Regions from separate parts of the Pan troglodytes genome. Here region 2 is linked to region 1. A link is a contact called in public Hi-C data. All regions are on one chromosome and are shown on one strand. The core of a region is the stretch at or near the end of the contact, and the rest is flanking DNA. Distances in the headings are between cores, read along the strand shown. Region 1 holds the start of LY6G5C (lymphocyte antigen 6 family member G5C). Region 2 holds the start of NELFE (negative elongation factor complex member E).

Region 1 (6,038 bases), core at 2,679-5,178:
GACTCTGGACGGGAAATCTGGGAAGAAGTGGTTCCCAGCTGGGCCAAAAAGCCTCATCCTACGCCCTCTCATCGACCTAGGCTCCACCCTGAGTGCCTCCAGTGTGAGGTGCTGGACTGGCTCTGTGCTGCCTGTTTGGGTTGAGGGTTTGCTCCTAGGAGAGGCATGTATTTCTCGTACAGCTGTCACAAGCGAGTGAGGGCTCCGGAGGTGGAGGGCCCAAGAGGGTGGGGAGCTCAGGCGTCAGTGATAGCCAGATTTCCATCCATCGGTCCGTCCGTCCGTCCATCCATCCATCCATCTATCCAATCAACAAGCCATTCCGGATTCTTCAGGAATCCAGTCATTCATTTATATTTAGGTTAAAGACCCTCTCTCTGGTTCCTCTCTAGAACGCAGTCTCGAGCCGCTCCCCCAACAAACCGTGGCCCTCTTCCGGCCGGGTCATCTACAGCCCCGCCCCTCGTTTGCCTGGCTCCATGCCCCTAACCTTGGCGTTCTGTCCTCAGGCCCCGCCTTCTTTGTTTCGTCACTCGGTTGCTTACCCTCAGGTATCCCTTAACTCTAGGTAGGAGCACTCAGAAGGGACACCGTCATCTGCTGCTGTCGCCATGGCGATTATTTCAACGCCCTGCCTCTTCACCCCAGGAAAACGTTCGCGGAACCCGTCACCATGGAAACGAACTCTCTGGACTCTTAGCGCGCCCTGGGCTGGCCCTGCTGCGTGGACAGGAGAGGAGCAAAACGCAACAAAGACGGGATTAATTACTCAGAGGCCGCGCCCCCTCCGAAGAAGGCCCCACCCTGCCCCGGCCTCACCCCTCCCCGAAATAATTCGAGGAAATATTCCGCGAATGCTGGGGGAGTGTCTTGCCCCCCGGTTCCCTCAAGGCCCACGGTCGCTTGAATTCCACAGCAAGTCCTCCCTGACCTCTCAGGGCAATCCCCTCCCGAAGCCCAGCCTCAGCCTCGCAAAGCCTCTAGTCGTTGGCCTTTTCGTTGCGATTATATTCGAGAGGGAGCTTCAGAGGGCGCCGTGAAGTTCCCCTGTGCTTCCCCTTTGCCCTTTGCCCTCTTCGCTTCAAGAGGAGCCCTGGCTCTCTTATTTTTTTTATTTTATTTTATTTTATTTTTTTTTGAGACGGAGTCTTGCTCTGTCGCCAAGCTGGAGTGCAGTGGCGCGATCTCGGCTCACTGCAACCTCCGTCTCCCGGGTTCAAGCGATTCTCCTGCCTCAGCCTCCTGAGTAGCTGGGACTACAGGCAGGCGCCACCACTCCTGGCTAATTTTTGTATGTTTAGTAGAGACGGGGTTTCACCATATTGTCCAGGATGGTCTCGATCTCTTAACCTTGTGATCCGCCCAGCTCGGCCTCCCAAAGTGCTGGGATTACAGGCGTGAGCCACGGAGCCCGGCCCTCTGATTCTTTTTGTCTATCACTCTGTGCACTCATTCATTCAAGACATTTATGTAGGTGCCCCGCGTTCCTCTGCAGTTCTCCACTACTCTGGCTTTTCTCTAATACAATTTATTTTGTGTTATTATTTCTTTAAGACAGAGTCTCACTCTGTCGCCCAGGCTGGAGTGCAGTGGTGCGATCTCGGCTCACTGCAACCTCTGCCTTCCAGGTTCAAGAGATTCTCCTGCCTCAGCCTCCCGAGTAGCCAGGACTACAGGCGTGCGCCACCACACCTGGCTAATGTTTTTGTATTTTTTGATAGAGACGGGGTTTCACCATGTTGCTCAGGCTGGTTGCGAACTCCTGACCATGAATGATACCTCCACCTTGGCCTCCCAAAGTGCTGGGATTACAGGCGTGAGCCACCAGGCCCGGCCAATTTATTTTATTTTTAAAGTATTATCATTTTTGTTATTTGAGACAGCAGTGGCGCGATCACTGCAGCCTCGACCTCCTGGGTTCAAGTGATCCTCCCACCTCAGCCTCCCGAGTAGCTGGGACTACAGGCGCATGCCACCACACCCCGCTAATTTTTTTCAACTTTTTTTTGTAGGGATGGGGTCTCGCTATATTGCCCAGGCTGGTCTCGAACTCTTGGGCTCAAGAGATCCTCCCTCCTTGGCCTCCCAAAGTAATGAGGTTTCAGTCGTGAGCCACTGCACCTGGCCTAACACAGTTTTTTGTTTTTGTTTCTGTTTTTGGTTTTTTTGAGACGGAGTCTCGCTCTTGTTGCCCAAGCTGGAGTGCAATGGCACGATCTCGGCTCACTGCAACCTCCGCCTCCCGTGTTCAAGCGATTCTCCTGCCTCAGCCTCCCAAGTGGCTGGGATTACAGGCGCACGCCGCCACGCCCGGCTAATTTTTGGTATTTGTAGTAGAAACGGGGTTTCACCATGTTAGCCAGGCTGGGCGCGAACTCCTGACCTCAGGTAGTCCACCCGCCTTGGCCTCCCAAAGTGCTGGGATTACAGGCGTGAGCCACCGCAGTCCGGCTCTAATATAGTTTTTAAATTCATTCATTCCAAGGCTTTTGGGAGGCGCTCAGTGGCGTGCAGTTTCCTCTCGAATTTCTTTCTTCCCGCAGTCTTTCTGGGCGGGCGTCTCCCGTCTGTTTCTTCCCATCTTCCCCCTTATCATCCTGGGACTGGATAATTCTTGAATAGTCTGGGAGGTAGCAGGGAACCCGAGTTCGGAGCCTCGACCAGAACCTCCAGACGGGAAATTGGAGCAGGTGGTGTCGTTCCTGGACGCTGAGGACCCCCTCCTCCCCTAACGCACAGCCCAACGATCCTAAAAGTAAAAACCCTGAGTTTCTGAGTCAAGACTGAGCTGGTGGGGTGGGGACCGAGTAGGCGAGGATGGGGAGCCCAGCGGGTCCCCAGCGGAGAAAATGGGTGAGACGCCTGGGGCCGCGGTCTCCAGAATTCGCCTGGGAGGGAGAATGGCGCTACGGCGCCGCCTTCCTGGGGAGCCGCTTCGGGCTCCGGATATCCGCTGGGGCCCGACGCTTGGGTCCCGACGCGCGGTTCGCACTTTCCAGGTTTCTTCCCCAGGGAACAGAGCTTGAGCGGGGGGCCACCCCCCCGTCCTACCGGAGTTCTGAGGTGCGGTCAGGCGCGGAGAGCGGACGCCCAGCGCCAGATTCTGTGGGCTCCGGAGTTCAGGCCCACTGAGCCGCAGCTGAGCACAGGCGGGGCAGGAAAAAGGATGAGGTGAGGGAAGGCGCTGGGTTCCTGGAACCCCAAGGGGGCACTGAGCTGAGTACGTATCGCTTGGGATCCAGGTGTCCTTGTTTTAGGATGTCTGACAGGTGTCCCCAGGGTATGAGAAGTGGGACTGGGCACCCCCTATTTGCTTTTTTTTTTTTTTTTTTTTGAGACAGACCACATGTTTCCTATCTTGGAAAATGGTACCACTTCCTTGTGCAAGCCTACCCCTGTTCCCTCACCCCTCGTTCAGTCCAACAGCAAATCTGTCCAGTCTTCTAACTGTATCTCAGGTTCATTAGCCCCGCTTCCTCGTCCCTGCTCGTCTTCTGCCGGACCAGTCCGCCATCTTGTGACCGGACTCGGGAATAGCGTCCTACTTCCCGGCGGCCTCCACTCTTGACCCAAATGCAATGTGCAGCCATGGCAATCTTTTATAAACAGAAATCCGATCAAGTTACTCCTCTGCCGAAATCCCTCTGGTCAGTGGTTTAACTGTCGAGGTGCTCCTGGCAGCACTCTGCCCTCCCCACATCATTGCTGGTGGACTTGTCTCCCCTACTAGACTGTGCCCTGTGAGGGTGGAGACTGTGCAGGGTTGTATCCCCAACACCTGATGCAGTGATTCAATAAACATCTGTCCAATTAATAGGAAAGACAGTTCCTTTTCTCATTCCCCTATTGCTGGTCCCCTGCCCTCAAGCAGGATGTTATGCCCCAGAGTGGCTGTGGGTGCGAACATTCTGCCCCTCTGGCTGGTCTGGCACGGATTTCCACCCTGAGCTGGTGTTGCCTCTCTCCTTCCTCTTGGCCAACCTCTCTTCCACCAATATAAGCCCAAACTGGAGGCCAGCAGGCAGTCATGCGTTTTATGGCAGGCCCTGCAGGGAGCCAGAGTCTGGGTCCCCTGTGCTTCCACAGCAGCCCCCAAGCCCTCTACACGGTCCTCTTAATAGTGCTGGTCATGATGAGCTTGGTGTTTGGTAAGTGGCTCCAAGGGTTCAGAAGGGTCTCCTGGCCTGGATGGAGAAACCCACAGACACCAAGTGTCTGGGTACACCTGTCCAGGATGCTCAGGTAAACCCATGCAGGAGGAGAGATGGGACAGATGGGTTTGGTAGGGAATGCCTGCTCATGGACTGATGTGCAATCTGAAGATTTTTAAAAATTTATTATTATTATTATTTTTGAGATGGAGTCTCGCTCTGTATCCCAGGCCGGAGTGCAGTGGCAAGATCTCGGCTCACTGCAACCTCCACCTCCTGGGTTCAAGCGATTCTCATGCCTCAGCCTCCCGAATAACTGGGATTACAGGCATGAGCCACCAAGCCCAGCTAATTTTTGTATATTTAGTAGAGACGGGGTTTCACCATGTTGGCCAGGCTGGTCTCGAACTCCTGACCTCAGGTACCTGCTCGCCTTGGCCTCCCAAAGTGCTGGGATTACAGGCGTGAGCCACCGCACCCCTCTGAAGGAGATTTCTAGTGACCACCCCAGGGCTGTCTCACTTCACAGCAGTGACCTGAATAGAGATACTGAAGGAATCCTCTCCGGATCTGAGGGCAACATAGAATAGGGAGGGTTAGGGAGTGTGCTGGATGAGAAAACCAGAATCCACAGGATAGAACAAGACTGAGTCCAGCCTGCTGGGCTCCCCACTTGGCTGCAAAGCACCAGCCACAGAGACATAGGATTCAAAGTGTTGGTTTAGCACTTTCCTCTGCCTAACACCAAGTGCTCTGCTGGGTCTGGGGATTTGTTAACATGTGGTCTGGCCTTAGGACCAGAGGAAAAGGGGGATGTATGTGTATGCAATTGGGGAAGGAAGCAGAGAATTGGGGCTTTGATGGTTTTCTGAGACAGGAAGGGAGGGAGGAGTGGGGTTGAGTGGCCTAGAATCAGGCAGTGGTAGGGTGTGAGGTAGAATGGGGTGTGAGTGGGGTCAGCACTTCTCTGTGTTCTAGGTAAGTTTGTTCCTGTCAATTGGGAACCCCCTCAACCACTTCCATTCCCCAAATACCTGCGCTGCTACCGATGCCTCTTGGAGACCGAGGAGTTAGGGTACCTTCTGGGATCTGACATCTGCCTCACCCCGGCTGGCAGCAGCTGCATCACTCTCCACATAAAGAACAGTAAGTGGCCTTCTCCTGTCATGGGCCCAGCACTCTCCCAAACGGAAACTCTCTCAGCCTCCTAAGCTGCACCCCAAGTCTTGTTCCCATAATCCCATAAGACATTGCTCCAATCCTGTCTTTTTTTTTTTTTTTTTTTTTTGCTGCTCTGTCACCCAGGCTGGAGTGCAGTGGCGCAATCTTGGCTCACTGCAACCTCCACCTCCCCAGTTCAAGCAATTCTTGTGCCTCAGTCTCCCAAGCAGCTGGGATTAAAGGTGCACGCCACCACGCCCAGCTAATTTTTTGTATTTTTAGTAGAGATGGGGATTCACCATGTTGGCCAGGCTGGTCTCGAACTCCTGACCTCAGGTGATCCACCCACCTTAGCTTCCCAGAGTGCTGGGATTACAGGCGTGAGCCACCGTGCCCAGCCTCTCTTCCCTTTTCTTCAGAGCCACACTCTGTCTCCACTTCCACTAACCTTCTCTCCTCAATCTGTAGCTGAATAGCTTCTACCCTATCAAGGTGCGCAGCTTTGACGGGGACCCTCCAGATCTCCAGGTGCCCTTGCCTGTCCTCAAGCTGTCTGCTTCCGCATCTGTCTGCAGTTACTGCTGGTGTTGCTCTTCTCCTGCATCCTCCACGGCTTCTTCAGTCTCCTTCATGGAGCGTTTTCTCTCTGACCCTTAGTGGTTCATGTTCACCAAGGTTTGGTCCTTAGCTGTCTTCCCACTTCATATACTCAAAAGCAGAGGATTT
Region 2 (5,934 bases), core at 154-2,653, 280 kb before region 1:
TGGCCCTGGAGGCCGGCGAAGAGACAAGGAGGTTGTGGCCGAGAGATTTGTGTTCTCCAGCAAGACCTAAGGCAAGAGATCAGAGCCCCAATGAGGCTGAGCTTGTCTCTGACCACCTCCCCTTCTCCCCAACTGTTTCTCATGACCCCTGACCTCCTACCTCTTTGTAACCCAGTATCTGGCCTGTGGTTGGGTGTCTTTGGGCCTGTAGGTCGGATGGGACTGGGGCTCCCAGGACAGCCAAAAGAGACCAGGGATCCGTCTTCCTCTGCCATTTTCTGGAGAGAAAAATAGTAACTTTTGGGTCTTCTTTCTTCCTCTGTCCCAGCATCCTTCAGGAACCCATCACCCTAGTCTAAGCCCCTCCAGACTCCTCACCGGGCTGAGTGCTCCACACCATGCAGAGGCAGCCAGGCTGGGGATGACAGAAACAACTGTTCTGCTTCTTGCTGCAGATCTGGGGCACAAGGAGGGAGGCCATGGGGAAGCTGAAACAAGGGCAAGATGAGAGGCATTAGGTAAGGAAAGAGGATAAAATGCAGACAAAAGAGGTGATGGGACTTGTGTTCCGATCAGAAATGGCAGATGTGTCAAACAGACTAGGACAATCAGGTTTAGCCAAAAACTACCTGCTACTGAATTACCTGGGGCAGATTTTGGATTTCAGAAACATGGAGGCTGGACCTAGGAATGTGCATTTTAAAAAAGCTCCCTGGCTAATCATGAAGCATGCTGAAATTGGAGACTCGCTGATTTTAGAAAAAGGGGTCCCAGACCTAAGGATGAAGAGTTGGAGGCTCAAAGCCTATCATCTCAGTCACCAAGTGCCCTGGTGCTTGGATACAGAAGGGAGCTCCACGGAGAAATGCCACATTTGAAAGAGCAGCTCTCAAAGCAAAAATATCCCCAGCCCTTTCTGCTCTGTCCTCACACGTACTGCAGGTACACTGGGCTGTAATCTGTCCAGCACCCCTTCGGGCTGGGATGGACAGGAGTACAGGCACAGATGAACAAGGTTAAGCTAGATCCTACTGTGAGGAGGGTGAAGGAGGTTTGGACTCAATGCGGGTCAAAGGTTAGGGTCAAAAGTCACTCACGCTACTCTCTGGAGCTCCAGGCAAGTTCAGCAGCTCCCAGTGCCCCGTGCATCCGAGCTCCACGGCCCGAAGGGGTAGGTCCAGGGGATCTGGAGGAGGTAGCACTACGGGGAAAGGTCAAAAGTCAGGGGTCAAAGTTCATTCCATATCGGCTACTCCGTTCCATTTCCCTCCCCTCCCCCTCACCAAGTCGCTCTGTCTCCATCATCCTGGAGTCACAGCAGCTGCAACAGCCCGGAAGTGCGGCAAGTAGTCGCTGCGAAGTAAGCCCCGCCCTGGAACGGGCGGAAGTAGAGGCAACTTCCGGCACAGCCCCTCCTCGAGCGTGAACTATCGCGGCGGAGGGGCAGACCTGGACCGGTGGAAGGCCGGGCGGAAGTGCGCGCCTGGGGCCGCCTTGGTTACCGCGTTTTCCGCTCCTCGCTACGTCATCGTTGTGAGCCCGCTATCAGCGGCCAGCGCGGGCGCGGCCGGAGACCGTGGGGCCTCCGGTTGCCGCCCCCTCGGGTAAGGCCCTCTGCTCCTCACTCTTCGGCCCTTTTTCTCATAGCCGTTTCTCTGTTCTTCCTCTTTGCGTTGCTCTGCGGGCGCTACGCTGGCTCCGCCGCCTTCTTTGCCGTTCAAACCCCGGGGTTGTCCTTACCCTAGCGAAGGTAGGGGGGTCGGGTGCCATCGTCTTTCCGACGGAGTGGATATTTGTCCCTCCTTGAACCACATGGTACCTAAAGGTGCTGGTGTCTGTGATCCCTGGAGACAGGAGGGAATGCTGGATGATCCCGACCAGCGGGAGCTTGGACAGCAGCCTGGTTTAAGCAAGGGGTAGGGAAAGCCAAAGACAAGAGTAGGCAGACCTGAAGGGGTGGGGTTGGGTACAGTGTGGACGGCGTGTGAACCCCGGGTGGTAACAGTGGAGAAAGATGTCTTGGGCCCTGCCCCTGAACTAGGAGCCACCATGTTGGTGATACCCCCCGGACTGAGCGAGGAAGAGGAGGCTCTGCAGAAGAAATTCAACAAACTCAAGAAAAAGGTGAGGGACTGTGTGTGGACATGGCCTAACCTTTCACAGACTATGCACTCTGAGAAGATATGGGGTGAGTGTGAGCGAATGGGGAAGTTTTTCTGGCCCATACCTAGAGACATATCACCTCACAGTGTAGCTTCAAGAGGTGGGCTTTCCCAAGCCTTGGTGTGGACCTTCTGTCTTTTCTATGCAATTTGCCATGGATTGTCTTCCTTTCCCATGGCTTTTAGTACCGCTTAAGAGCTGATGATCCCCAAGTTTGTTTTTTCCAGTTCTATCCAGTGTTATACTGAAAAACTTCAGATACTCAGTGTTGAAGCTATCATCTTTCTATTCTTGATCTTCCAAATAAGGTTGACTACACCAATTCTGCCACATGTTTGGACTCAAAACTCTGACTTCCCCACTATTTGCATAGTCAAACCTTTGCCAAGTCTTATTGTTTCTTCTTTTGAAGTAATTTTTCCTGTTTATTCTTCACTGTGTATTCCCCCGAGCAGGGCTTTATTGACATTCATGTGGGCCATTGTAATGGTCTCTCAACAAATTTCTCAGTCTTTTTTTTTGAACAGACTTCTTCACTCCTGTTCAAATGATCCATTGAAAACACAAAATTCTGCTCCCTCTGTTTCTCAAAAACCATAAATGGCTTCACATTGTCTATAAAAAAGCTTCAAAACCTTAGTTTGGCAGCCTTGTCTAGTAAAGTAGAACTATTCACTACTTCCAAAACATGCATTCCCAAAGCCTTCTTATCTCTGCATCTTTGCCACCCTGTTTTCTTTTTCTAAAATACCCTTCTCCTCTCTGTGTTGTGCAGAGATACGGGGGAGGGCCTAGTTTAATAGCCATTAAACATCAGAAAATCTTACTAGCTTTCAGCTATGAATAATCTGCACCTCTTATAATTGTATTGCTAACTCACTCAATTTATTTTATTTCTCAGACTGTAAGCTTCTTGAGGGTAGGAACAATGCATTAGCCTCCTGCATATCCCTGTTACGAAGTCATGGCTGGGCCTCATTCAATATGCAGGAAATAGATGGATGAAGCCTCCAGGAAAGGCACATAAACTTATACTTACTTGCAGCTTATATCCTAGGATTCTAGTCCATGATTGAATTATTTGTCTTCAACTTCAAAAATGTAACACTCTGGAAAACCTCTGGGTTCCGTGGTTTGGTTAGATTAGGAATTTCCAGCATCATACATGATCTAGGGGACCAGAGGCAAGAGGCAGAGCACATCAGTGTACCACTCTGAGGGCATCAAGAAAGACGGTCCCTGGAGTGATGTGCCCAGGCGCCTTAGGAGAGGAACCGGCTAGGGGCTGGCCCTCACTTACCTCTCTCTTCTCACCCTTGTTCCCAGAAAAAGGCATTGCTGGCTCTGAAGAAGCAAAGTAGCAGCAGCACAACCAGCCAAGGTGGTGTCAAACGCTGTGAGTGACAGGGGAAATGGGGATGGACTGGAAGTGGGCAGCATGGAGCTGACCTTCATCATGGCTTGGCCAACATAATGCCTCTTCCCCTTGTCTCTCCAGCACTATCAGAGCAGCCTGTCGTGGACACAGCCACAGCAACAGAGCAGGCAAAGCAGCTGGTGAAGTCAGGAGCCATCAGTGCCATCAAGGCTGAGACCAAGAACTCAGGCTTCAAGCGTTCTCGAACCCTTGAGGGGAAGTTAAAGGTGAGCACAAGCAGAAGGATTGTTTAAAGGGCATCCCTCCAAGTTGGAATGTAGATGGGTTTGGGGAAAAATATGCATACTCAAGCACTGGCAAATTGCTGTACCATTCTGAGTTTCACTTCTCATGTATAAAATGAAAAAACTAGACGACTCCTGAATTCTCCATTTTACAAATTCTGTGGTTCTAATCCACTTTGGATTGGAGCTCTTGGAATATGTTGCCCTAAGGGATGGAAAGGGCTGAAAATGTTATCAGGTTCAAGAGAGGTTCAAATAAACTGAATACATAATATATCGAGTCACTTATAAAAAATACCAGCTGGGCGTGGTGGCTCATGCCTGTAATCCCAGCACTTTGGGAGGCTGAGGTGGGCAGATCACTTGAGATTAGGAGTTTAAGACCAACCTGGCCAACATGGTAAAACCCCGTCTCTACTAAAAATACAAAAATCAGCAGTGTATGAGGCCGGGCGCGGTGGCTCACACCTGTAATCCCAGCACTTTGGGAGGCTGAGGCGGGCGGATCACGAGGTCAGGAGATCGAGACCATCCTGGCTAACAAAGTGAAACCCCATCTCTACTAAAAATACAAAAATTAGCCGGGCGTGGTGGCAGGCGCCTGTAGTCCCAGCTACTTGGGAGGCTGAGGCAGGAGAATGGCGTGAACCCAGGAGGCGGAGCTTGCAGTGAGTCGAGATTGTGCCACTGCACTCCAGCCTGGGTGACAGCGAGACTCCGTCTCAAAAAAAAAAAAAAATTAGCCGAGTGTGGTGGTGCACACTTATAGTCCCAGTTACTGAGGAGGCTGAGGCCAGAGAATCACTTGAACCCAGGAGGCAGAGGTTGCAGTGAGTGGAGATCACACCACTGCACTCCAGCCTGGACGACAGAGCAAGATTCTGTCTCAAAAACAAAACAAAATAAGCCACAATGGCAGGTGCGGAAATGGCTCATTCCTGGTTAATTTCAGCACTTTAGGAGGCCGAGGTAGGAGGATTGCTTGAGCCCAGGAGTTTGAGACCAGCCCTGGCAACATAGTGAAACCCTATCTCTACAAAAAAAAAAAGTACAGAAATTAGCCAAGCATGGTAGAGCACATCTCTAGTCCCAGCTACTAGGGAGGCTGAGGTAGGAGGATTGCTTGAGCATGGGAGGTCAAGGCTGCAGCAAGCTACGATTGCTCTATTGCACTCCAGCCTGGACAACAGAGCAGGACCGTGTCTCAGAAAATAAAAAAAAAAAAAATAAGTAAAACCACGTAGTCAAATAAGAAATGTACGTAGAATTAAAAGGGAAGAAAAGATCAGAGGAAACCTAGAAGAGGGTGAGGGAAGAGGAACACCTCTGGTCCATGGTTGGGCAACCTCCTGCTCCACACTGAGGTAGGTCTCTCACCACTCCAGGACCCCGAGAAGGGACCAGTCCCCACTTTCCAGCCGTTCCAGAGGAGCATATCTGCTGATGATGACCTGCAAGAGGTAAAGGCTCCTAATTTCTGTCCCTGAGGGGTTGGGGATGGAGGAATATGAGAGACAAATATATTTTGGACCACATGTCAGCAACTGGAAATCATCTTAACTGTTCTTGGTCTCTTTTACAGTCATCCAGACATCCCCAGAGGAAATCTCTGTATGAGAGGTTAGAGAGTAGAGATAAGACTGGGCCCATTTGGTGGAGTTGATTGCCTGAGTCCTTGGGAGGTTTGGGCTGTAGGAGCTGGGCTATAGAGGGAATATTGAGTCTCCACAGGGTCTGAGGGGAGAAGGTAAAACCCCCCTTTGATCTTCAGTCTGCATCTCCCCAGCTTTGTGTCTTCTAGTGATCGACTTCGAGAACTAGGACCAGATGGAGAAGAGGCAGAGGGCCCAGGGGCTGGTGATGGTCCCCCTCGAAGCTTTGACTGGGGCTATGAAGAACGCAGTGGTGCCCACTCCTCAGCCTCCCCTCCCCGAAGCTGCAGCCGGGACCGCAGCCATGAGAGGAACCGGGACAGAGACCGAGATCGGGAGCGGGATCGAGACCGGGATCGAGACAGAGACAGAGAGCGGGACAGGGATCGGGATCGGGATCGGGATCGAGATCGAGACCGGGAACGGGACAGGGATCGGGAGCGGGATCGAGACCGAG

The links. Hi-C and Micro-C count contacts between places; a contact is called where the count stands out from the background.
Region 2: a contact with region 1 is called in a Hi-C map of stem cell-derived neural progenitor cells, with 3 times the contacts expected there. The contact joins the promoter of NELFE here to the promoter of LY6G5C in region 1. A contact is called at or near these places in 1 of 7 Hi-C or Micro-C datasets (stem cell-derived neural progenitor cells) and 1 of 1 datasets of contacts at active chromatin or transcription factors (stem cell-derived excitatory neurons).

Annotation. Positions count from the first base shown.
Region 1 is chr5:37,475,665-37,481,702 of NHGRI_mPanTro3-v2.0_pri, reverse strand. It overlaps LY6G5C (lymphocyte antigen 6 family member G5C), which reads left to right and starts at 3,928. Exons shown (of 3, transcript XM_054686760.2): 1 at 3,928-4,148; 2 at 5,130-5,297. The coding sequence starts at 4,028. It overlaps LOC134810192 (a long non-coding RNA gene), which reads left to right and starts at 1,304. Exons shown (of 3, transcript XR_010157684.1): 1 at 1,304-2,755; 2 at 3,000-3,171; 3 at 3,459-3,818.
Region 2 is chr5:37,751,802-37,757,735 of NHGRI_mPanTro3-v2.0_pri, reverse strand. NELFE (negative elongation factor complex member E) reads left to right here and starts at 1,403. Exons shown (of 11, transcript XM_009450939.3): 1 at 1,403-1,604; 2 at 2,042-2,124; 3 at 3,490-3,559; 4 at 3,662-3,807; 5 at 5,211-5,285; 6 at 5,408-5,445; 7 at 5,627-5,934. The coding sequence starts at 2,050. It overlaps SKIC2 (SKI2 subunit of superkiller complex), which reads right to left and starts at 1,374. Exons shown (of 28, transcript XM_001160927.7): 1 at 1,284-1,374; 2 at 1,098-1,201; 3 at 379-488; 4 at 161-278; 5 at 1-66. The coding sequence starts at 1,305. It overlaps MIR1236 (microRNA mir-1236), which reads left to right and starts at 3,560; the gene lies at 3,560-3,660.